5 separate regions of the Mus musculus genome follow, and regions 2, 3, 4 and 5 are each linked to region 1. Evidence: chromatin contacts called from public HiChIP or PLAC-seq and promoter capture Hi-C data. All regions are on one chromosome and are shown on one strand. The core of a region is the stretch at or near the end of the contact, and the rest is flanking DNA. Distances in the headings are between cores, read along the strand shown.

What was found. Promoter capture Hi-C pulls out the DNA fragments that hold promoters and counts their contacts. HiChIP or PLAC-seq counts read pairs in DNA pulled down with a chosen protein or histone mark.
Region 2: a contact with region 1 is called in an H3K4me3 HiChIP or PLAC-seq map of bone marrow-derived macrophages, with 5 times the contacts expected there. The contact joins the promoter of Atp6v1c2 here to the promoter of Ntsr2 in region 1. A contact is called at or near these places in 2 of 39 promoter capture datasets (cranial neural crest and liver) and 1 of 115 datasets of contacts at active chromatin or transcription factors (bone marrow-derived macrophages).
Region 3: a contact with region 1 is called in a promoter capture Hi-C map of liver, with 4 times the contacts expected there. The contact joins the enhancer-like site here to the promoter of Ntsr2 in region 1. A contact is called at or near these places in 5 of 39 promoter capture datasets (the 3T3-L1 cell line, hippocampal neurons and liver).
Region 4: a promoter capture Hi-C map of hippocampal neurons shows a contact between it and region 1, with 3 times the contacts expected there. The contact joins the promoter of Pdia6 here to the promoter of Ntsr2 in region 1. A contact is called at or near these places in 7 of 39 promoter capture datasets (the 3T3-L1 cell line, 3T3-L1-derived adipocytes, cranial neural crest and 4 more) and 1 of 115 datasets of contacts at active chromatin or transcription factors (stem cell-derived neural progenitor cells).
Region 5: a promoter capture Hi-C map of pre-B cells shows a contact between it and region 1, with 4 times the contacts expected there. The contact joins the promoter of Kcnf1 here to the promoter of Ntsr2 in region 1. A contact is called at or near these places in 6 of 39 promoter capture datasets (the HPC-7 cell line, cranial neural crest, hippocampal neurons and 2 more).

Annotation. Positions count from the first base shown.
Region 1 is chr12:16,650,111-16,655,041 of GRCm38.p6, forward strand. It overlaps Ntsr2 (neurotensin receptor 2), which reads left to right and starts at 3,360. Exons shown (of 4, transcript NM_008747.2): 1 at 3,360-4,013. The coding sequence starts at 3,390. It also overlaps a transcript of Lpin1 not described here.
Region 2 is chr12:17,322,025-17,327,301 of GRCm38.p6, forward strand. Atp6v1c2 (ATPase, H+ transporting, lysosomal V1 subunit C2) reads right to left here and starts at 2,706. Exons shown (of 14, transcript NM_133699.2): 1 at 2,606-2,706; 2 at 1,314-1,486. The coding sequence starts at 1,442.
Region 3 is chr12:15,650,242-15,655,014 of GRCm38.p6, forward strand. The region is part of intron 1 of Gm40287 (a long non-coding RNA gene); the gene reads left to right. Among named protein-coding and RNA genes, the nearest start is that of Gm40287, 46 kb to the left of the region's middle. Within about 2 kb of position 3,455, at least 25 of the 459 cell types and tissues checked have an H3K27ac peak or open chromatin away from gene starts, as enhancers often do. A contact at or near this core is called in liver, where this site is marked.
Region 4 is chr12:17,264,803-17,269,735 of GRCm38.p6, forward strand. It overlaps Pdia6 (protein disulfide isomerase associated 6), which reads left to right and starts at 1,787. Exons shown (of 13, transcript NM_027959.4): 1 at 1,787-1,849. The coding sequence starts at 1,831.
Region 5 is chr12:17,173,211-17,178,530 of GRCm38.p6, forward strand. It overlaps Kcnf1 (potassium voltage-gated channel, subfamily F, member 1), which reads right to left and starts at 3,678. Exons shown (of 1, transcript NM_201531.4): 1 at 1-3,678. The coding sequence starts at 3,008. The coding sequence ends at 1,491.

The sequences.
Region 1 (4,931 bases), core at 2,110-4,609:
GGAAGGCAGAGTGGGCTGCATCTCCGCCATTGTCCCCGGAGTTCCAAACCTATCACAGGGCTTTCACACACACTGGCAACTTGCTAAAAGTGACAGAGTTCGTGGTGACACATGTCTCACTGCGGATTAGACAGCTGGGAGTTTGCACTGGGTAGGTGTTGTGGGTTTGGTCTAATGCTGCTTGTATTCTGCTAATTATGTTCCCCCAAAAACCTGTTTGCAGTGTCTCACATGTAAGACACTGAGGGACCCTGCCCACATTTGGTTCTGATTGGTAAATAAAGATGCCGACAGCCAATGGCTGGGCAGGGCAGACAGAAGTGGGACTTTTAGGATTCCTGGCTAGGAACAGAAAGAGGAAGGGAGAGAGAGATCCCCCATGCCAAGAGAAGGGACTTAGATGCCACACCTGAGAGGCATAGGACAGAGAACATAGATCCTACACCTTGTAGGAGTCAGGAGATCACAGCCCAAGAGGGTTACACATCTAGGGCTAGGTCAGCAAGGATGTAATATAGATTTTAGTAATTTGGGAATATCGGAGGGTGGACTAGCCATGTGAAGGTTAGGAAGTGGTCCAGCCATTGAGCTATTTAAGGCTTATATGTTGCCGATGCCGGGATTGAATTAAGTAGTGTTAAATGGGGAGTTACAGTTAGGTAGCATGCCAAGAACAGGGAAGTGACCACCAATGAGGCTCAAGCATGGGCTCAACATTGGGGTGAAACTACAGCCAGAACCATGCAGCTCTTATCCATCTCTGTCCCCTAGAATCTGGCAGGGCTTAGGGGGACTTGCTCGACCTCCAGCAGCCTTTTCTTTCCCATCTGGCCTCCATCAACATACCCCTGGGCTTTTAAGCGTGTGCGACCACATTTGGCATTCTCACTTGGGTTTTGAAGATGGAATTGGAGTCCTCATATTCGCCAGAGCTCTTCTTATGTGACACTTAGACTGTGCCCAGGAGGGCTGTTATCTGTGAGTCCATGCCTTGCCGTCCTCACCACCACTGGGACACCTCAGGTCTGTGTCCTCAGCCCTAAAAGCTCGGTTCTATTTTGAACATCACCAGTTGCAGAAGTCTCTAACTTTTTAGGATAGCACACTGATTTCACCCATGATTTCTGCCATGATTTCACCCTTCTCATGCTTGTCCCCTGCCAAGGCCAAGACTTCTCCGACATCACAGAATGATTTCTTCTTCTTCTAACTTTTGAGGGGATAGCTTAGTGTGTGGGGATGACATTGCTGGGGTCATTCTGAGAGCCACACATAACTCCACAAACTTTCTTGGGGTTAGACAGGAATTTCCAGGTGAAGAGTCGGCCAGTTCACAGGCCACAATGGGGGCAATTTCAACAGAGTTCTCTCGTCCAGCCCCCTTATTACACACTCTGAATGTGCCAGGGAGGGTCTGTTATTTGTGTCTCAAATCATAACAAGCACAGCAGTCTCTCAGGGTGAGGTGCAGACTTAATTCACTTTTGGCATTGTAAACCAGCTAACTGACACGCAGTTACACTGCATAAGGTATGTTTGAGCAAATAGCGATGCATGAATCAGCCAGTGCCCAGCATTGTAATGGGTCCCACGGGGGACAGGAGGGAATGGCTTTCATAATGCAAATCCAGAAATATTTCATGGGTTATAGTTACATAGCCACAGTGTCTGCTCTGGGTTGGTAGAAGAGTCCCTGCGGTAGAAGTATGGTTAGTTGGCAGCTTCGGGAGGTAAAGCCAATGTTTTGTTTAATAAAGGCATTTACAGTAAATATAGCCCTTCAAGATGTGCTTATGTTTGAGCTGAGCAAGCGCATTGTATTAGCTACTTTCAGGGATGCTCAGACAAACCTGACAAGAGCATCTTCAGGGAAGAGAGGCTTTGGTTCTGCTCCGCAACGCTGTGCTTCTCTGTATCTGCCTGCGTGCTCATCTCTCCAACTCTGGTTTGGAGATAAAGGCATGGAGTGCGTGTTGTTCCCCGTCCATTCCCCACCTCAGAAGCCTTCCCATATAGAAGGAGAATAAATCTCAGTTTCATTGTGGATATGGATCTGGAAGAAGATGAAACTGATTGTCACTGGGCCATACAACCTGTGAGGTTGGAAAAACAGAATCCGGAGGTATGGGTGTCAATCTAATTCTGTCCCCAGTAGACACTAGACCTCCTCTGAACAGGAAGATGGGTATCCAAAAAGTCTTCCAGCTCCAGAGTTCTCATTTCTTCATGAGCTCACAAATACGCACAGTTTAACAGATTTAACACACACTCGTCCCTCTGCTCTGAGGGTGACATCCTGGGACAGTGTGATACCAGGAGGGTGCGTGCACTGGCCACCTTCTTGAGGTTATTACTGCGACAGAGTGTCATAGTTAGGGTTGTACTGCTGTGAACAGACACCATGACCAAGGCAACTCTTATAAAGACAACTTTTAATTGGGGCTGGCTTACAGGTTCAGATGTTTAGTCCATTATTATCAAGTCAGGAGCATGGCAGCATCCAGGCAGGCATGGTACAGGCAGAGCTGAGAGTTTTACATCTTCATCTGAAGGCTGCTATGAGAAGACTAACCTCCAGGCAGCTAAGATGAGGGTCTTATAGCCCACACGCACAGTGACAAACCTACTCCAACAAGGCTATGCCTTTTTTTGTTTTTTGTTTTTTGTTTTTTGTTTTTTGTTTTTCTGAGACAGGGTTGGCTGTCCTGGAACTCACTCTGTAGACCAGACTGGCATCGAACTCAGAAATTCGTCTGCCTCCCAAGTACTGGGATTAAAGGTGTATGCCACCATGCCCGGCTAAGGCCACGCCTTCTAATAGTGCCACTCCCTGGGCCAAGCACATACAAACCATCACACAGAGGCAGCCAGGTTAATGAGAGCAAAGTTGCTGAAGCCTGGCAAAGCCTTCTCTGAGCTGTCTCTTTCTCAGATTGCTCATAGAAATGACAACAAACAGACGGGGGTGAGGGATGTTGCGAAGTTCAAATTGTGTCTGTCTGTCTGTACTGTAGCTTGAGCATCTGCCTGCCAATTAACTCATTTGATCCCTAGAGAAATTCTGCAGCATGGGTAGTATTTTAAAGTTGAAAAGCAATGGGGTGGGGACAGAGGGCTTTTAAAAACCTACCCACGGGTCACATGGCTTACCAGCAATGCCATCCAGGTGAACCTCAAAGGATGTCCTCCCCCACCTTCTTCCACCAACACGTGCTTTTCTGGATGAGCCAAATGGCAGAAAGATTGAAGACTGATTCTGGAACTCCCTCCAGAGGCGTGTCCTCCCAGTTTTGGAGGTTCCCAGAAAGGAGGTGGTGCTGGCTCCCCGGGCAGCTAGCCCAGGCTCTGGGCAGTGAGAGGGAGGGAGATCAGGCCACCACGAGACAGAGATGGAGACCAGCAGCCTGTGGCCCCCGAGGCCCAGCCCCAGTGCAGGGCTGAGCCTGGAGGCGCGGCTGGGCGTGGACACTCGCCTCTGGGCCAAGGTGCTGTTCACCGCGCTCTATTCGCTCATCTTCGCGCTTGGCACAGCCGGCAATGCGCTGTCCGTGCACGTGGTGCTGAAGGCGCGGGCGGGTCGCCCCGGGCGCCTGCGCTACCACGTGCTCAGCCTGGCACTGTCAGCCCTGCTGCTACTGCTGATCAGCGTGCCCATGGAGCTCTACAACTTCGTGTGGTCCCACTACCCCTGGGTCTTCGGCGATCTCGGCTGTCGTGGCTATTACTTCGTGCGTGAGCTGTGCGCCTACGCCACGGTGCTGAGCGTGGCCAGCCTGAGCGCAGAGCGCTGCCTGGCCGTGTGCCAGCCGCTGCGCGCCCGCCGCCTGCTCACCCCGCGCCGCACCCGCCGCCTGCTGTCACTAGTCTGGGTCGCCTCTCTGGGCCTTGCCCTGCCCATGGCGGTTATCATGGGACAGAAGCACGAAATGGAGAGGGCCGACGGGGAGCCTGAGCCTGCCTCGCGTGTGTGCACGGTGCTAGTAAGTCGCGCCACGCTCCAGGTCTTCATCCAGGTAAGGGAGTGGGGAGTGGGGTACAGTAGAAGGGGAAACCTATGTCCTACAGTTAGCCTTTAACACACACACACACACACACACACACACACACACACACACACACACACACACACACACTGGGGTAGTGAAAGAAACTAAAGCAACTCCTCCAGGGTCCTTCCCAGATATTCAAAGGACCAAGGAAGGGTGCAAGCAGCATCCCTTCACTACCCGTGAGCACACAGAGGATCTGGAAGGGTAAACATGTGAAAGTGCAGAAAGGCATGCTGGCTGGTGCATCAGGACATGTGTGGGATTAGGGGCTGCATAGATGACTGGACCATCATATCTTCTGCATTGAATTCCTGGCCAGGTGTGGACTGGAGTCTTGCAGCTATTGCTTGAGATTTTCAAGTCCGGGTGTGCCAGAACAATGGATTAGACTAGGGGCACACATATGGTGGTAGAACAGAAGGGTTTGTCAGGAAGAAAAACACTTGCACAACTGAAGTGGATACAGAGCAGAAGAGGAGGGAGCTGTTAGAAGCTCAAGGGCACTGGCCAGGAGTAGAGTATGTGCCATTTGCACAGCACCTGCCTTCTCCCACATTTATAATCCATGAGCTTTTTCTACTGTTTTGTCTCTTATGTGTAGCTGTTGGTGAGGGTCCCCAGCCTTTCTCTGCCATTGGTTTCTTTCATATTAATCTTGATACCTCTTTCTCTCCACCCTATTCTCTTGCCACAGTACAAGGCTGCGGTGCCTGGCATAAAGCTCCTTTTCTCTGCACCATCCTGTGTGTATCATCTGGGTCTGGTGGGCAGGAAGGGAGGAGTCTAGGACCTATTCATCCGTCCTTCACTTACCACCTCCCTCTTCACCCAAGAGAAACCATGGAAAGAGCCAATTGTGCCCATGTTTAACCATGTCCTACG
Region 2 (5,277 bases), core at 1,456-3,955, 670 kb after region 1:
GACCTCTGCCTCTGTCTTCCCCACGCTGTGATTAAAGGTGCACGCCAGTGAACCTGATATGGATGCTAGGGATCCAAACTTAGCTTCTTGCAGTTGTACATAGAGCAGTTTACTACATAAACCTATGGGACAGAATGACAACAGAGTAAGCTGACATGTCTCTCTCATAAGAAGGACTATCATGTTGGTGACCTGACCTCAGTCCAATTTATAGAGGTCCTTTTTGGATTATTTAAGGTCTGTTTCTTAGTATAAAGCTGAATGAAATGTCCAAAGACCTTCAGAGAGATGGGAAGTACATGTCTGCCTCCTCAGAGCAGGGTTACAGGTCACACCCAGCTTTTTACCTGGGTGTTGAGGCTTGAACTCAGGTCCTCAACTGACTGTAGCCCAAGCTTCCTCCCTCACTCTCCCCTAACCCTTCTCTCTGAAATAGGGTCTCACAATTCAGTCCAGGAACTCCTTTTGTAGAGCAGGCTGGCCTGGAATTAATAGCAACCCTCTCGTCTGCCTCCCGAGTGCAGGGTTTGTGGCTGTGAGCCTCGAGGCCTGGCCTGGCCTGACCTGGGCAAGTCTTTTTGAAAAAAGATCGTTCCTGAGGATGGCTCAGTAGTTAAGAGCACAGACCGCTCTTCCAGAGGACCCAGGTTCCACTCCCAGCACCCACATGGCAGCTCACAACTGTTTGTAGCTCTAGTTCTAAGATCTCTAATGCCCACAGGCACCAGGCACACACATGGTACACAAACATACATCCATGCAAGCAAAAACTGATACAAACAAAATAATATATTTTTTAAAAAGATGGTTCCTATTTCCTCATCTTTAACATTTATTTCATCTGAGCTTCCCTGTCTACAAGAGCCCTCTCAGATCTTGAAACTCCCACTGTGTCTGACCCCCACAACAGAATCAGAAAGACCCAGACTTTCTGGACTACCTCTAGGTCAAGAAAAGCATCAAAGCTCCCACCGTACACATTCAGCTATGCAGTGGGTCTGTTTAGATGCAGCAGACCCTGAGGACCACTCCGAAGGATCAGAGTGTGCATACACAGTGCCCTTCCACTTCCCACCTACATTCCATCCACGTGGCCTGCCGTGTTCATGCTTATCTATGGCTTCAGGTCCAGAAGGGCCACAGTTAACCTGGGGATATGGCATAAAGTCATCTTCTAGCCCAGGCTTATTTGTCGTCACTGTTCTACATTTGCGGTGAGTCCTTATCCCTGACTTCTGAGAAGCCACCTCCTGCTCAGAAACCCCTGCCCTCCGCCAATCCATAGCCTCCCCCCTCCTCTTGGGATATCTTACCTTGAAGTCTGGGATGGCAAACTTGGTGTTGTGGGACAGGTTAGACTTTGAAGTTACATTGTTCATCCTTTCCAGAGCCTGTAAATTTTCCTTATCGCCAGGGGCCGAAATAAGCCAAAACTCAGACATGTTTGCAAGTCTTCCGGTTATCTAGTTACCGACAGGCACCAAGACTAATGCACACAAACAGAAACAGGAGCAGAGATGTGTCTGGTGTCTACTTCACCTTTCCTTACCTCAGAATTAATCCTCTCTGGGCCCTGCCACTCTTTCCATTTGTCACGCCTGGCTTCCTTGACCTTCTAGTTCATTTTCAGCAGCTTTAAGGACATTTAAGGACATGCATTTGCCACCAAGCAATATGTCTGTGCCCCAGGGAAGCCCCCGCCATAGGGAAACCTCTCACCTACCCTCCCTAGGGGGCTTTGATTGGCCCACACTGGTTCCTTGCACTCCCCAGCTTCAGTGTACAGCAGCTCTAAGATGGGCAGACAGAAGGCTAAGCATAGACGGCTTTTGGAGGATCTTTTCTCATCTTGGCTTGTTGTACTTTATGGAATCCAGGAAGGGTGGATGAAGGTGGGAGACAAGGGATTTTCCACAGTATAACATCAGGTCAAACCCAGATCTCAGCTGGCCAATCTTAAGCCAGGAATTAGCTTTAGAAACAAACTTTAAAGAAGTGCCTCAAAGGGCTGCTGGAGTCTTCTGCTGAGGGAGATAGGTCTTGGTAGGACCAGGTAGCTTCCTGGGCCGACAGACCAGCAGTTACATTTCCATAGCCGGTGTAGGGGCCTAGATCTGTTCTGCTCATTCAAATATGTGCACACCTGCACCTTTCCCCTCCGTGCCTGTCACCTCCCTGGTGCATCCCATCCTGAGACATCTGCAGAAAACTGGAGAATCGCCGCGGGATAACGGGTACCCCCACTGAGTCCTTTTCTTCTCTCCTTCCATCTCACCATCTCATAGGGACCTGAGACCCTGCCTATCCCGGTCCCTGCTAACCTTGCACAAACCAAATGCTGTTCTTTCCGACCTGAGTGAATATCGCCTGGGGACAAACTGGCCAGTGAGCAGCTCCTGGGGAGATGCCACCTGCCAAGCCAGGGAGAGTGCGGTGTGGGCGCCGGTTTCCCATGTTCCCATTGAGAAAGTGCACACCCGGACCACGAGGACCCACGGAAGTACGGATTCGACCGAGGGAACGCGTGTCGCCCCTTGTTCGTTGCGGCCTCGACAGCTCCCTCCCCACCCCTGATCCTTGTCGCAGCTCGGCTTCGAGTCCTTACCAGGAGCGACGGAAGACTGAGCTGTAGAAGACACGCGGGGACACCGTGCGGGAGGCTCCGCGGGAGCGCACGGCCGGCTCCCGGGAGGCAGCGGCTTCTATGGTCCGGTGCGCGCCCCGCCCCGCCTTTTATCCCAGCGGGAGGGGCAATCCTGGGCCCCTCTGATATTTGCATACGGGCTGCCCGCCTCCCTTGATGTCCGTGTCGGTGTGGCGCTGCTGTGGACCCAAGCTCAAGCTCCGGAAAGACACTATGCAGGCAGGGTACAGAGGGGATACAAGTAGATGCAGGGGGGCCCTGATCCCTTCTGCGCGTGGGTTTAGCCCGGAGTTGGTGGTAGCTGGGAGCCTGACCCGATCTCCATCCGCAGAACAGAAATACCGGGCGCTAGTAGAGCCACCTCCGTGAGGCAGCAACAAGACAGGATTCTCAGAAGGAGGGTCCCCCAGCTGCAGCCTCCCATTCCCACTTCACCGCGGCCCGGCCCTGTCTCCAAGGATTCACCTGCTCCAGGGAGTATCCGAAGTCCATGCATGAGAGACCGGGTTGACCCACGGAAAGCAGCGCAACAGGTTCACAGATGTTTTCCAACACACAAACACACACACCTGCAGGGAGGAGAGGCTTCTCTACAGTCTGCGTGGGTGCCAGCTTGCCCCTGGTTGCCCAGGAAACACCCATCTCTCCCCACCCACACAGAGGGGATTTAAAGCTGCTGAAGTCGTGCTGAGGGACATAATTGAGGTGGACTGCGTGCCTAGCAGGTGCAAGGCCCTGGGTTCCAGCCCTAGGACAGAAAAAATAATATGGAAAAAAGTTGCATAGGCGTTCAGTGTGACTAATGAGCTCTTACTAGCCCAGCCCAACGTTCATTTTGGTTCCCAGCGAAATTAGACAGACAGATGGGTAGGTAAGTAGGTAGGTAGGTAGATAGGTAGGCAGGCAGATAGATAGATAGGTGATAGATAGGTAGGTGGATGGATGAATAGACAGGTAGGTAGGCAGATAGATAGATGATAGGTAGACAGACAGACAGACTGACTGATAGATAAATATAGGTTCTACTAAGACCAAGCTTAAGTACATATTTTACCTGTAATCAGAAAGTGAAGTCATGAGATAAAAAAAAGTGCTTGCTACCAAACCTGACAATCTGAATTTGATCTCAGGACCCCACATAGTGGAAAGAGAGAACTGACTCCCAAAAATTATCCTTTGATTTCTACAGAGGTGCCTGGGGGGGGGGGCTGCACATCACACACACACACACACACACACACACACACACACACACACACACACACACACACACGCACGCACCAGACAGATTGATAGATCTCTTTAATTCCAGCACTTGGAAGGCAGAGGCAGGTGGATCTCTGAGTTCAAGATCAGGTCTACAGAGTGAGTTCCAGGACAGCCAGAACTACACTGAGAAACCCTGTCTCAAAAAAAACTAAAAAAGAAAAGAAAAGAAAAGAAAAGAAAAGAAAAGAAAAGAAAAGAAAAGAAAAGAAAAGAAAAGAAAAGAAAGAAAAGAAAAGAAAAGAAAGGAAGGGAGGAAGGAAGGAAAGAATACTTGAAACTAAAAAGGGGAAACCCTAGGAATTAACTTGGGAATGTGAAAACAAGACAAGAGTCAGATATGGTGGCACAAACCTTTAATCCCAGCACTGGAAGACAGAGGCAGGCAGACCTCTGTGAGTTTGAGGCCAAACTAAACTACATATCAAGTTGCAGACCAGCCAGGCATATATAGCAAGACCCTGTCTGATACATGCATGCATTCATACATACATACATACATACATACATACATACATACATACATACATACAGATAGACACGTTTATGCATGCATACATTAAAAAACAAGACAAAAATAAACACACCCAAGAATCCATTTTCTAGGCCCTAAAAGAGGAAACTCAGCTTGTCCTTCTCTGTAAACAATGGAAGAGATGATGCCAAAGGGGTTGTTGAAGAATTCATTGGTTGCTGCCTGAGAAAGGATTCTTCTCTCTGCTCTATCACACTAGCCATATGAACCCATTCATGTCGGAAAGAACTTGCTGTATGGGAGACTTGCTGTGACCCGTGGTGGGTGGGAAGCCAGATCCAGGACACTTGTGGTTTGAGGTCAAGCTGATCCCACTGCCATGCTTTGTAGATGGAGCTCCTAGCACCTGCACTGCACATCACGGTGTTGAGACACTACTGTGCATTAGTCAGTCCTTGCAACATGTCCTGAGGGAGGACACCTGAAACCGAGGGATGAGGAAACACTGTGTGCACAAGGAGTCTGAGTGCCTATTCCAGAAAAGGAGTGGCTTGGTGAACATTTGTTGGGGTGGTCTCAATCTTAGACTTCAAATCATTCCATTTTTTCCAGGCCGGGGAAACCAATATGATAGACCTGGGACCAGATCACTGACAGACAAAGGGGAGGGAAGCCCAGGGAGTTAGATGAATAGCTCCATTAATAGAATAACTACAAATGGAACTTGTACTGGTGGTCTGAGGAGTGTGTCTTCACACTTGCCAGCAAGCCTACAGGACTGTGACATCGCTTGAACCCATGAAATCCCTTACAGTCAACATTTTTCTACTCAGTATTGCTAAAAGCCACTGACCTAGCTTCCTCAAGGCTGGTGGAATATTAAGAGTGTCTT
Region 3 (4,773 bases), core at 2,205-4,704, 1.0 Mb before region 1:
TTCTCTCTTAGGCAGTGGAGACTCGACCTGGTATGTGCTTAGTACAAAGAATGATGGCCTGGGACTTAAGGGACTTGGGAGGTGGGACTTGAGGAACATAGACTGATACCTCCAACACCACTGATATTCTCCAGTTGATGACACCTCTCCAAGACTTGATACCAAATTCGTTATTTTAATGAGAGGTGTATCAAATAGTTTCTCAACAGTTAATTGAGAAACTACTATATCAGGAGAGTTCTGGGTGTTAAAGATAAGGCTAGAGAGAGAAAATAGCCCTGCCCCCAAGATAATTTTATTCTAGCAACAGGGGACAAAGAATAAGTAAATATAAATACCTGATGATATGTAAGAGAAATAATGCAGAGTTAATGAGAAAGCAGTGCCATTAGGTATGAGACAAAGAGACAAGAATAGTTACTAGAGTGTCAGTGTTGAGGTAAGAGCTGCAATGTATGGAGCTAACACGAGATCAGAGAATGTACACTGTAGAGAGCATTAAGACTCCCAGACAGGAGTAGTGCTGTGAGTTCAAGACATAGAAAGAAAGACAGCAGGCTGGAGATGAAGAACATAGGAACAGAGGTGGGTGATAGTCGGGATATGGCACTTGGTTTAAAGTAGGATGCATAGAAAACGAGAGAAGGCTATAGGCAGTAGGAAAAGATGCTTCCAAGTACTAAATGAATACGCTCACCACTGGACCTTATCCTTGCAAAAGGGTGGGAAGATTATGAGTTAGCAAGCCATAAGACTACAGAGGAAAGGACTGGGCTGCAATACTCTGTGACAATGAAGTCGGCTCTTCTGAACTTTACCACAGCATGAGATGCCCTATTCCATGTATGTTTCTTTTTTTAAAATTTTTTTAAATTAGGTATTTTCTTCATTTACATTTCAAATGCTATCCCCAAAGTCCCCCATACCCCCCCCACTCCCCTACCTACCCACTCCCACTTCTTGACCCTGGCATTCCCCTGTACTGGGGCATATAAAGTTTGCAAGACCAAGGGGCCTCTCTTCCCAATGATGGCCAACTAGGCCATCTTCTGCTACATATGCAGCTGGAGACATGTTTCTAATCACACTTGCTTTCCAAAGGCATTTCATTTCCTCACTGTAGACAAGATCAATCACACAGATCTGAAGATTACAACAGAACTGTGACTTCACATCTAGGCAGGAGTGTGGCAGTGGAGAGAGTTTATGAACCTAGTGTTCTTTGTAGAACCACCGTTGCTCATGATGAATTCATCCTCTGGACTGTGCATCCTCTAGGAAACCCAAAGTTTATCTGCGAATCAGTTATATTTTAACTGACTCTGCAAATCATTGCTAGTCCTAAGGGAGATCTATGAACTAAAATATTGCAGCATTCAGCCATCCAACATGTGTGTGTCTGTGTGTGTGTGTGTGTGTGTGTGTACACAATATATAATACAAATGAGAAAGGAAGGAAGGTAGGAGGAAAAGAGAAGAGAGGGAAAGGAGAGAAGGGGAGAGAGGTGGAAGGAAGGCAAGGAAAAGGAAGGGGAGGGGAAGGGAGGAGGGAAGGGAAGGAAACTCTTTAGGTTGAGATTGCTTTGGTATGATTGGATCCAGCTGCCAGTCATTCACAAAGTGAGCAGCTGCTGGTAATGTTGATATCTTTGTCTATTGTCTATTGATTGGCTCTGCCGTTTCAAATCTGGGGCAAAGTATCACAACAAGGCAGGATTCAACAGCACACCAATTTTCTTTCCTCAGGTCAGCTTGAAGTAAGCTGTAAGCAAAGTAAGAAAGGAATGAGTAGGTACCTATATCCCTTCAAAGATGAATTCCCCACTGAGCTAATTTCCACTAATCTTCTTAAGGTCCCACCTTCCAGTGGCTTCATAGGCCAGGACCAAGACATTGATACATGGCCTTGGGAGAACATTCGAGAGGCAAACTACAACAATTTACTATTCCTAAGCTAATGCTATCATCCCCAAGGGAGTACTAGGAAAAGGTGGACTCTAAAATTATGAGTCACTGAAACAAGAATGGGGAGATTGGATGAGAAGGATGGATTGCAGAATTTAGTGGGTTGCTTGTTTAGGAAATTCCTTAATTGTTTCTAAGGAAAATGCCACCCTGTTCACCTCTGGCTCACATGGCAAGCCCCAGCAGGTCTCCTGTCCCCTCACACACTTTTATTGGCACTCAAAGAAAGCTTTGACAGGAAGGGACATTAAGGGTGCACACGTTTAGCCATTGTGCTGCCTGCTCCCTTCTCAGGTTCACACTTCAAAAAGGACCAACAGAGCTCTGACCCTTTCAGCTTACTTCATATTAGAGTTTTACAAATGTGCAGTTATAGAATTCTCAAGACAAAACAAAATACAATTCTTTCTGCTGAGTTGAATGAGAAGACGATGGGACATTTCTTTTCTTGCTTAGGGTCATAGATGTGTAGGACTACACTCAGACTATCCTGTGTTCATTTTGTTTTGCTTAGACATGTGTTTCTTTGTAGGAATGCATATATTTTTTTTAGTGAAAAAGGAAAGAAAGTCCTGCTTGTATAGAATTGAATCTTTCAGAAGTTAGAGCCATGTTTGTTTGGCAGATCAAGTGCAGGAAGTAAGGGAAATGTCTCACTTAGGACAAGGTAATAACCTAGTATTTGTGCAGAAGTTTCACACTTAAAACTAAAAATCAAGATACTTTTTATCCTCTTACCTTTTCTTCCACTAAATGTTTATGAAACTCTGACTTCTGATTCCTTCCTTATAGAATAGATACTATACAAAGGATTTATTTCCATGATGCCTTATTCTCTATGATTGCATGAGCTCAGATTAATTCCAACTAGTATACCGTGGCTGCATTTTGAACCTGTGTTCATGATCCGTGCAAGGAATGCAGAAAATAATTGCATTCCTTTGCCATTTTTTGAGGAACTTAAACTCAAGAGCAAAAAGGTCTACAAATGTAGTTTTTAGGTAGTAAATGCAATGTCCTTAGGTCATATAAACAGATAAAGAGTTGTCTGTATTTGCCCCTTTAAATATCTTCATGTGTGATTAAAATTTCAGACTGTGCCTTTAGGCTTCATGGAAAGCCAGGGAGTCCTGTTTCAACATACACCCATCATAAAATGAGCAGTCTATCTTTAAACACATTTGTTTGCATGGGCTAGAGCTTGCCAGCTGGACGAAGGGCATGGGTTTCGTACTGCAACAGGATGGTGCAAGCACTTTCGTACACGGTGGAGTGACGGCTCCCATTGGGAAACATCCGTCAACTCTGCAGCTGCTCCTCGGCCAGCCTCTTCTCTAACACCTCACTGTCAAGGCAGACTAAATGGTTTCAGAAGCTTCTTGTCTGGAAATGGTGAGCTCATGTCCCAGTGACTGAAATGGCTTGCAGGCAGTTCCCAACCACCTCCTGCCCCCTCAAACAAGAACATTGCATCAAAGAGTGTTGTGCAATGTCTGTTGTCACACCTTGGCTGGCTGTAGGAGCAAGATCCACATCCGTTGTGTGTGTTTGCTACTCAGTTCCAAGTGGAATTCTGTCTACAAAGTTTTGTATACAAAGCATTCACGTATCAAGGATAAGTCTGCAATAGCATTTGATCTGCCTTATTTCATTTCCATAGAGGAAACTGAAACCCTGGGGAAAGTGGTGGTTTTTAAAAACACACAAGGTAAGGCAGCTCAGACAAGAATCCTTTATCTTTCAAACAGCACACTTGCTGTTTCTAAAACTCCACAGGGATCCAGCTTCAAAAATGCTGGCCAGTGGCACATGCCTTTAATCCTGGCACTTGGGAAGCAGAAGCAGGCAGATGTCTGTGAGTTCCAGATCAGCTTGTCTACAGAGTGAGTTCCAGGACAACCAGGACTATACAGAGAAACCCTGTATCCAAAACCCAAGAAAAAAATAAAAAGAAAGAATGTTCTCCCTATTCTGTGTTTTTTTCTGGAATTAGCTATTAAGAAAATAAAATGGCTTTTCCGCACTTCTTAACTTGGTTCTCACACATAATGTTCCTCCTGGAAGGTTTTCCTTTTAGTTTAAATTTTGTCCTGGTTTTGATTGCCTAAGTATTGCAGTAAAATGTCACTCATCTAGCTTGTCGTGTTATGGGTCTCCCCTTTAAGAATAATATCTGTGATGGCTACCGAATTAACCTCTTCTTAGTTGTTTCCTATTTCAGATGTTCAGAACAGCTTAGAGAATGACAGGCATGGAGATATCAGTGCATCTGCTCCTCTGGCATGTGTCATCTGAAGATGACTGCCTTGGTGGCAACGCTTGTAGAGAAGCACTGAAGGAGAGGCAGGAGATTCTCATGGGACCAATATTCTAGGGGCCACAAATACAAAGGATGAGTCCTGGAAAATGAGCAGTTGTAACTGTAGAAATAAGTATTGGGACATCTCTAACAGCTGCTTCCAGCCAGCTTCCAAAGAGCCTCACACATGGTAATAGCCAGTCTCAGGGAAACACAGCCAAGCTTAGAAATTAGGCGTCATGACTATAAGAAGGTCGGCTGTCCTCCAGGAACTGTGCCTTGCACCTGTTGTCCCTGATGCATAGAATTGTCAAGAGCCTGGAACAGGTGTACCAGGGGACAGATGGTAGAGGAAGGGGCAACGGTTGGGGCGGACAGAAGAGTGGCAGTAGAACCACTGGGGTGGTGAATCTTCCTGTTAACTTGAATTATTTGGAGTCACTTAGGACACACACCTATGGCTCCATCAGTGTGGACATTTCCAGAGAGGTTTAGCTGAAGAAGGAAGC
Region 4 (4,933 bases), core at 537-3,036, 610 kb after region 1:
ACAGAAAGCTGAGGAAAGCCTCAGAAAAACAAGTAGCATTTCACCTCAGGGCCTTCCAGGAGAACACACCGCCCAACTATGTCTCTCTGCAGACCTCACACACCTCTGCTCTGACTCCACACATAGCTCTGTGATCACTGGCACCTTCCTGCAAAGGTGGAGCTAACCAAGGTTCCAGAGGGACTTCCTGTCCCAAAATAAGCAGTGTGCCTGCTGTGGACAGGAAAGCTTGCCAATGGCTTACAAGAGTCAGCCTTGTGGTTCTGGTGCTCCTTGGAGCCTCATTTGCCTGCCAGTCTCTCCAAAGGCACTCCTAGGGCTCCACCTTCCAACAGGGCACCACTTCTCCTGGAGCCCTTTGCCCAAGAGAGCTCTGGCCAGGGTCAGCGTTGTTTTGTCATTCAGTAAAAAGAAGCTATTATTGTTGTTAAAATTTTTATTAGCATTTAAAAAATTTAGACAGGATCTCATGTAGTCCAGGCTGGCCACAAACTGACTGTGTCGCCAAAGCTGGCCTTGAACCCCTAATTCTCTTGCTTCCTTTTCTTTAGCGCTGGCACTACAGGTGTGTTACTGTCTTAGTTGGGGTTACTGTAGCTGTGATGAAACACCATGACCAAAGCAACTTGGGGAGGAAAGGGTTTGGTTTATCCTTCCATGTTGATTATTCAAGAAAGTCAGGGCAGGAAGGCAAACAGGATGGGAACCCGGAGGCAGGAGCTGAAGTAGAGGCCACGGAGAGATGTGGCTTACTGACGCGCTGCTCAGGACTTACCCTCAACCTGCTTTCTTATAGAACCTAGGACCGCAAGTCCGGGGACCGCACCACTCACAATGGGCTGGGCCCTTTCAATCACTAATTGAGAAAATGTCCTACTGTTGGATCTTATAGAAGCTTTTTTTTTTGTTGTTTTTGAGGTTTCCTCTAGCTTGAGTCAAGTTGCCATAAAACTAGCCACCATAGTCACCATGCTGTGTTTCTGTGGTGCTAGGGATCCTAGCCAGGGCTTCACGCATGTTACTCAAGCACACCAACAGAAAGGCATCCCCTGCCATTATTTTTCTATTGTGTCTCACTCTGTTAGCCTTAAACACCTTTGTAAATATTGCAAAGCAATACATTTTAGCCCTCACCCCCAGAGCCAAGAACGATAAACCCCGCAGTTTATACTCTGAGGGTCTAGGGGCACATGAGTGAACAAGGCTTTGCAATCAATTTAACAAAATAAAGTTTGGAATGATACTATATACAGAATAAGTTTGGCAAATGGTTTTCACTGAATGCTGAGTCCGCGAACAAAAGAATAAATAAGGTCCCAAACACACTGAAGTCTTAGGACTATTCTCCCGACATAAAGGGACAGTTCAAGGAATGAGAGCTGGAAGGGGCCACGAGAGAGGCAAAGAGGAAAAAGAATGAAAGCCAGGAAGAAATGAGGACCCCTTAGTCCTGGGTTTTTTGTTTTGTTTCAGTTAACTCAGAAAAAAATTAGGGGAACAAGGGGTACCCCGCAGGAACAGGGCCGGAGGTCCCCTGACCCCGCCCCTTCATTCCCCGCCCATCCTCGCCCTGCCCCGCCCCGCTCCGCTACTCCGCTCGCCCCCACCCCCGAGGAAAAAAAAACAAACCGGTAACCTCTACCCGGCCGCTTTCAATTGGCCACGCACATGAGCGAAGTCCACAGAGACCAATGAAAGGCGGCCACGGCGTGGCGAGCCCTTCCGGCCCGCCTCCGCGCGCCGGCGCACCGCCCGCTAGAAGCCGAGGGCGGGACGTGGGCGCGGCAGAGCCGAGGCAGCGGCGGCACGGACAGAATGCGGGTGATCGGCATGGCTCGCCTGGTGCTCGGTAAGCGCGGGCCTGTGGTGGGAAGCCGGTCGGAGGCAGCCTGAAGGGCCGGGGCCGCGAAGCAGGGCCGAGTGGAGGGACGAGTTGCCGGGCCTGCCTGGGGACTTCGCGGCGAGCTGGGTGGGAGAGGCCAGGTCGGGCCCACTACGGGAGGCCCCGGGGAGTCGGAGACTTGCAGCCTCTGCTCCCCACGAGTGCGGTCCGCCTCCGGTCCAGCTCAGCCTTCACTTTTATAGGCAGATAGCAGAGGCCTGTCCCGAAGGTGTCTTAGAAGTGGGCAGTGCCCACTGACCAAGGCCTCACAACTCCTGAGCACTTAAAATGCCTTTGGTCGTCCACCCAGGTGTCCGGGAATGATGTTTAGCGACTCGTGGGCGAATCTGAGGGGCCCTCATCTCCCGGCTGTCCTTGTAAATGGGCCTATAGTTTTTGACATTAGTTAACTCAGCTGATCCTGGCTAGAAAGTAGGAGAGGGAGGTGGATCCCTACACCACTTCTCCCTCCATTTACTAGTTGAGACCCGGAGCATATTTTCTCACTGCTCTGCCAGCTTTTTTCAACCGTGTTCGCCCCATGAGCTATAGTACATATTTAAAGAGAGTAAGCAAGAAAAATACTACTTTCTGGGTTACTGTAGAGAGCAGATGAGAGGGAAAGATTTAATCTTTGGTTTTCCAGTGAGTGCCTGTGAAAAAGTGATTCTATCAATTAACTCATTATTTTAATAAGGTAGTCAGCCTTTTTTTTGGCTACCCTGCTGCCAGCGGCTGCCAGGCAGAAATGTTACTGGTGTGAATTTATAACACCCTTAACTGCTACAGAGATTGAATGGGAAGCCACAGATGGCAAAACCATCTGCACGCATAGATTGTGGACCCTGGGAGTTCTTTTTTTCCCGGTGGTGCTCATTATCACTGTGTAGAGTGGCCATGTGAATTTTAGAAGCAGGATTTGATGGGTCAGCATTGACCTATTCAGCCATAGTAAACCACCACCACCACCCCGGGTGGGGGTGGGGCTGTTGCTTGGAGAGCAAGTGCAAGGAACAGTGTATTTGATTCTTCCTAACCCTGTTAGATCATCTTAGAGCCATCAGTTGGTAGGCTGAGGCAGAACTGGGTGGTTCCACTTCTCTTGGCCATTAGGGCATCAGGGGAGCAACATGTTCTCTGCAGGCTCCCACAGGGATGGAGGCTCCATGCCTCAGGAAGGCATTCCTCTTCCATGGCTGATATAGTAAGACTTCTGTCTTTACACTTTGCCTAGTTCCTTGAGAGCTTCTCTTAACAGATGGCTACCCTATCAAAGGTCTAAGACCTAAGCACCTTAAAAGTTAGGGTGGCCATCAGTCAGAAGTCGATTATAACAAGGTTACATGGGAGATGATTGGTAGTCCGTAATGACTTTACCTTCCAAGTGTCTATAACTAGACTTTTTTTTCTACCTTTCAATTTTCACAAGACTCAGTGTATCAAACAAATATGAATTCATGACAATTTCTTTTTTTTTTCTTTTTTTTTCGAGACAGGGTTTCTCTGTGTAGCCCTGGCTGTCCTGGAACTCACTCTGTAGACCAGGCTGGCCTCGAACTCAGACATCCTCCTGCCTCTGCCTCCCAAGGGCTGGGATTAAAGGCGTGCGCCACCACTGCCCAACTTCATGACAGTTTCATAAACAAGATAAACTTACTAGGCATAGTAGCATGTGTCTTTAATCCCAACACTCTGGAGGCAAGCACTACTATTCCTTTCAGCGAGCATTACCATCCAATAGAAATACAATGCAAACTGTGTGTAATATCCTAAGTTTTCTAGGAGCCACAAATAAAAAGGCATAGCAGAACAGCTAACAGTGTTTTGAACTAAGTTTACATAACAACTGCATTTACGGTGGCAAGCCCACTGGATTATATCCCCCTAATGATGAGCTAGCTGTCCCTGTTTGTAGCTTTGACCTGGTGGTGAGATAGTCTCCGTGTGTGCTTCTTAGTGCACATCCTATCTTTAAGCCACACTCATGGGTTAACATCATGATTCCAGCATATAACCAGTGAGAGAATATTAATAGAAATTTGTTTCTGTTTTTCTTCAAGTCTTTGGAACCAATATGTTTCCTTACCATTGGAGAAGCTTTCAGTTTGCGGTAGCCACATGTGGCTGGTGGCTTTCAGAGGGGATAATAGTTTGAGGGAACAGCCCCACTGGCTGAGCCAGCATCGAAACATACTCATCCTGCCCCACTTAGTGAAAATAGTGGAAGCCTTGCAGAGCTCCTGATTCAGGGCATCTTGTTCAGACCCTCAGTGTCCTCGGCCTCTCCCACTATGCACACATATCCACGCAGACCACTTGCATCTCTAGGGAGATGCGTCCCTCCACCCCACATGGCTCTTGCTCTTCCCAGGTCTTCACAATGAAACTCATGTAAACAGTTGTCTGTGTTCTCTGGACTTCTTCCCTCCGCTTGTCCAGTCCTCTGTCCTCTGCTGCTGGTTCTTTTCACTATCACAGTAGCCCAGGTGCTCACAGACAACAGTGTCATTAAACATAGCAGCTTCAGCCCTCCCTGCTCTGCCTTCTGGTTGTATGTTAGCTGTTAAATTCAAATGTAGTGTACTTCTTAGACATTTAGATTAGCATATACTCACAGTACAGAGAGTAGCTATTGTGTGACATTCTCATGCATGTATGTAGTGTACTTTGACTATATTCACTACACTCAACACATTACCCATTGTTGTTCCCTCTCTCTCGGGTCCCATTCCCCTTTCTCGATAGTTCCTTCTGTGATATCTTTGTATTTGTGTGTGATGTGGGCATATTTGGCACATTCTCTTGAGTGTAAAGGTGTCTGAACCCGCAGAGGCCAAAGGGACATGTTGAGTGTCTTCCTCTATCTACCTATTCCCTTTAGAGAGGGTCTGTAACTGAACTAAAAGCTCTCTTTTCAGCTGGCCAGCAAGCTTTCAGGATCCTCCTACCTCTGCCCTCTCCTTCTCCACAATGGGGTTGCAGACATAAAACCATGCTCAGTTCTTTATATGGTCACTAAGGGCACGTGGATGGTTATGCTTGCCTAGCAAG
Region 5 (5,320 bases), core at 2,428-4,927, 520 kb after region 1:
TGGGCAGACATGGGGCAATCCCTGTGTCCCCTAGGATGGCCATTGATGTTGCTGCTACATGGGCCATCTACCCCAGGTCTGAGTATCTTAACAATGAAGCCATGAAGTAAGCCTGCACCCTGAAGATAGAACCTCGACTCTTAAGACTTCTCCCTCCGAATGACAACCTCCTTCCTCATAGAAACACTGCCATAAGAATCAGAAGCTCAAACCTTGGAAATTCTGGAGAGGCAGACTTAGAAGGTGCCCTGAAAAATAAGCCCTCCTCATACTTCTGGGAAAATCTGTGCTCAGGGAAGAGAAAAGAGCCAACCAGAATAGAAGCAGATGGAAGATACCTCTATCCCTCCCTTTTTACCCTCTACCTCCTACTCCACCACAGTGTTCCTTCCTTGGTGCCCCCACAGCTGGGGTAGGGTGCTGGGGTGAAGAACAAGGCTCTACGGCTCCTAGAAGGTAGAAAACCATAAAGGGTTAGGCCCACTGGCCCAGCTTAGCCTTTGGCCAAGAGCAGCACTATAGTGTCGTGCCCGTCCTTTAACTGCCCTTGTGCCCAGCCAGCCCAGACCAGCAGAGACCCCAGTGGGCAGGTGTGCAACTCACTGCTTCCCCTTCAATAAATGACTGAGCCATCCTAATGCCAGGAGCTGAACTAAGAACTGTGATTCTCTGAGGTCCCCCTGATACACAAATATCTGAGGAATTTGGACCCTCCCTTGTAAGACTCCCAAAAGGCCTCTGCCCCAATACAGCCTGTTGTTGGAGAGACCACATGGGAACAATCAAAACCAGAGTTGAATTTCTCCTCTGTTGTGACCCTGAGCCTCAGTTTTTTTACCTGTAAAATGGGGGTGCCAGTCTATCAGAGTAGCTGGAAAGGAAAAAGGGGGTGTGGAAAGGGCTACTCCACAGATGATAACTGTGAGTTAGCTGCCCCACCAATGGGCTCTGTCACCTCTCCTTCCTCCCCAAACCTCAGGGAGCCAGCTTTCCCACAGAAGGAAGCAGGAGAGTGTCTCCTGGAATGTGGCAAGGCGCCTTGGAGCTGAACCTTGCCTTGCAGCCCTTCTTTAATTAGCTCTCAACTAAAAATAGCTACCCCCCACTCCCTCTGGAGCTGCACACCTCCTTCCTGGCCTGGCACTAGGGTGTGCAGTAGTCACTCTTGGGGTAACCAGCCTGAGACAACCCACAGCACGGAGGGTATGCTGAACAGGAGGTTTTATTGAGGGGGACACAAAAGCAGATGTGAGCTCATGCCAGGCCATCTGATAGCCCAAAGTGGCCCTGTGGCTCCTGCACTCCCCAGGTCCCCTGTACCTGGACAGCTGGCACCCAAGGAGTCTTACCCAGTCTTGGCAAAGGTCTGCTCAGGGGAGGGCTGGAAGACACAAGCAGCTCCTCTGAAACCACAGACGTGCCTACTGACATGTCTACCCAATGGTTTGTCCATCCACAGCCCAGTCCGTCCCTGCCAGGGAGTCCAGCTCTCACTTGCAACTCTGTAGGCGGGTCCTATGATGCTTCTCCTCTGTCAGCAGGGGAATGAAGGTATCGCTGTGTGAGAGCTTCAGCCGGCTACCCCAGCTTGGCCCCTCCCTGGCAGCAGGCTCTGGGGGCAGGGTGTCCAGGTCGCTGCGAGAACCCCCGGGCTTGCCTTCTGCACTGCTGGAGTTGAGCTCCATCAGCTCCAGCTCATGCTTGGCTGCCGTCTCCAGGACACGTTGTTTGTTGTAGTACCTGACAAAGTTGTTAATGATGGGGTGAATGGGCAGGGCAATGGCAATTACCCCACACAAGAAGCTGATGGCTGCGTTGAGCTTGCCCAGAGTGGTCTTGGGGTAGATGTCACCATAGCCCACTGTGGTCATGGTGATGATAGCCCACCAGAAGGACTGGGGGATGCTCTTGAACAGAGTTTCAGGATGGCTCTGCTCCATGGTGTAGCCCAGTGCGGAAAAGACGAAGATGCCCACGGCCAGATACATAAGCAATAGCCCCAGTTCCTTGAAACTGCGCTTGAGGGCGTAGGTGAGGGTCTGCAGGCCGGAGGAGTGGCGGGCCAGTTTGAAGATGCGTGCGATGCGCATGATCCTCAGGGCCTGCACTGCCTGCTGTACGTTGGTCAGCTCCATCATTCTTGCGCCCAGGTGCGTGAGTGTGAGGCTCACATAGAAGGGGAGAATGGCCAGCACATCCACGATGTTCATGAAGGACAGGGCAAAGTGAAGCTTGTTGGGCGATGAGAAGAGGCGCAGCAGGTACTCCAGAGTGAACCAGCCGATGCAAGCCGTCTCTACGTTCTCCAGCGTTGGGTGCTCCACGCGGTTGCCTTCGGAGTCCACCACTTGCAGCTCGGGTATGGTACCCATGCACATGACCACGGAGGAGACAAGGATGAGCAGGAAGGATAGAACCGCCACCACCCGCGCAGGGCATGAAGACTCCGGCTTCTCTAGGAACTTCCAGACACACTTCTGGCAGCGGCGCCAGCGGCCCTCAGCAGCGTCAACACCCAGGTCGTCCAAGATGAGCTGCACCCTGCGCGCGATCTCCTCCAGCTCCTCGCGCTTCTCGCTCAGATGGCTCTTGCAACAGTCATCCAGGAATTTGAGGTCCACCTTCCAGAAGTCCATCTCGTTCTTGAAGCAGATGGGGCAAATGCCCTTCTTCATGTGGACCTCCCCGAAATAGTATACCTCAATGACACACTTGAACGCGTCTGGGTCCCGGTCAAAGTAGAATTCGCGCTTGCCCGGATCGTAATCGTCGCACAGAGAGAAGATGGTGTCGTAGCCCCCCGCCAAACAGTTGATGAGCTCTGCCAACCGGGTCTCAGGGTACTGGCTGAGCAGGTCTCCGTAGAGCACCTGCCGCACGCCCCCCACATTTACCACGATCTCAATGTCTTCGCCTGCCACGGAGTCCTGGCTGCCTGGCTCCGGGAGGCTTTGCTCAGCAGATGCGTCCATGCTCCCCGCGGGTTCGCTTGCAAGCCCCGGTTCCATGAGCCCTGCCGCAGCCGCTGCCAATGCGAGGCCCTAGGGGACAACAACCACCTGCCGGAAAAGGCACTCACAGCGGGCGGAGGCAGGCTGGGGCGCGCCGCAAGGGAGCCATGCACCCAGTGGCGGGGCTGCACGCGGGCATCCAGGAGCGCTGGCGGGGGACTCTGCGGCCGGTGGCCTCCGGTGACACTCACCCACGGGCTCCTTCAGCTCGGTCCGGGACAGGACTTGGTTCTTCTCGTAGGCAGCGTCCTCCTTCCCCGGTTGAGCGGCAGAGGTGGGTCAGCCCGAGAGCTGCGCGATCCGGGCTGTATAGAGAGCTAACTTGGAGTGGCTTTGCCGGAGCGGGTCCGAAACACAATAGGAATTCCAGCCTGACGTCAAACGCTTTGCTACTGTACCCTCTTCTGGTGAGATTTCGCACCGCACGCGCTGCAGCTGCCCAGGAATGAGTTAACCCTTGGGCAGACCTGCACAGCTGCCGCCGCCCTGCCACCGGCGCCACCCGCTGAGTCTGAGGGCTCAGAGGTTAAGATCCAGAGCTTTAAGGCCAGCCCGGCTCAGGCTGCCAAATCCCTCCTGCCCAGCTAGGTGAGAGAGGAAAGAGAACCTCTGTTGCTTACCAAGTCCCTCAAGGGGCAGCCGCGCACTCCTTGGGCACACTCCTTCTGTCCTAGGCTTCGGTAGGCCCTGGATAAGTCCTTGACACTCCTAAGCACTGCCCTGCTGGTGGTGGTGTGACCTTGTACCACAACTTGTCCCAGCCTTCACAATAAAGAGGAAATTGCTTCAGGTCACAAGATGAAAAGGGAGGAAAGCTTAGCCATCACTTCACCCAGGGTTCTCCTGCTAGCCTAGCTGCTAGCTTCCAGCAGGACAACATCATCACCATTAGCTCCCAGAGCCTTGGATTCCTATGACCCCTGTGCCCATAACCCCCTCTACTTTGAGAGAAATCAGTTCTTCCAGTTGGATGCCCCTATATTCCCTCTCATCTTTCCTGAGGCAGAGAACATCTCTGGTTCAAATCCAGGTTCTTGACCATCGGGGTTATCAACCCTGGATCTAGCTATGGCCTGGAATTGGATTTAAAAACATAAGCTGGGCCGAGATGTAGCTCAGTTTGGTAGAGTCCTTTGCCTAGCATGCATAAGGCCCTGTGTTTGTTATCCCGTACCACATAAACTGGGCTTGGGATGTGGGGGTGGGGGTGAGGTGGGGGTGAGGTCTATGATCCAAGCTTTCCCTCACTTAGGAAAGGAGGGCAAGGTCAGAAGTTCAAGGTTATCCTCTAGAGGTGGAAGCTATCCTAGGCTAGGGATTCTCTCATACACACACACACTGACACACACACACACACACACACACACACACACACACACACACAGTTGGAGAGATGAACAGGAAGAGCCAGTAAGAGGGGTGAATAGGACAGTTAAGCTATTCTGTTTGATTGTGTGGTGGCAAACATGTCATTCACACTTGTCAAAACCCACAGGATGCACAAAAGCAAGAGGGGGTCCTAAAGGACACTTTGGCCATGTGGGTAATGACAGATGCTCCATTCCTGGAATTTCCTCCACTGTGACAAGCATTTCACTCCTACAGGGATGTTGACAGTAGAGGGAGGGGGTACTGATTGTGGGGGAAGCTGTAGAGACAAGGGTCTGGGAAACTGCATTTTTCTGTACAAATTTTCTGTGACTCTAAAACTGCTTGTTGAAAAAGACCATTAAAATGTGTTCTGTAAGCTGGATTTCTTAGCCGCTCAAGACCATGCCTGTTTATGAATCATGAAACTGGTATACTGGGCCACTAGCAGTATTTTCTTTAATGGGGTGATATAAAAGTCAGATGCAGTAGAATACAGTACACAAATTTTTATTAGGGAAATATTTTAACAATTTTGATTTTATTTCCATTTAGCACCTCTCCATGGTGTGTTACTCTGAATAGGAAATTGAGGATGAGAAAGGTTGAATGGCAATAACAGTGAACACTAATATAAGAGCACTGTACCCCTAGCACTCTGGGTGCCATGTGTGTGTGTGTGTGTGTAAATATATATACATTATATGTGTGTATATGTATATATACACATATGTGTATATATATGTGTGTGTGTATATGTATATATACATATACATACATACATATATATATATATTTTTACTCAGTTACCAGCTGCTCTCTGAGAAAATAAGGTATCAAGTAACTGCCACCATCACCCACTGCACTTGGGATTTAGTCTGCTAGGCTCCAAGGCCCCTTTCCTTGGTAGGCAACCAGCCCACCATCTCCACACCCTTGGG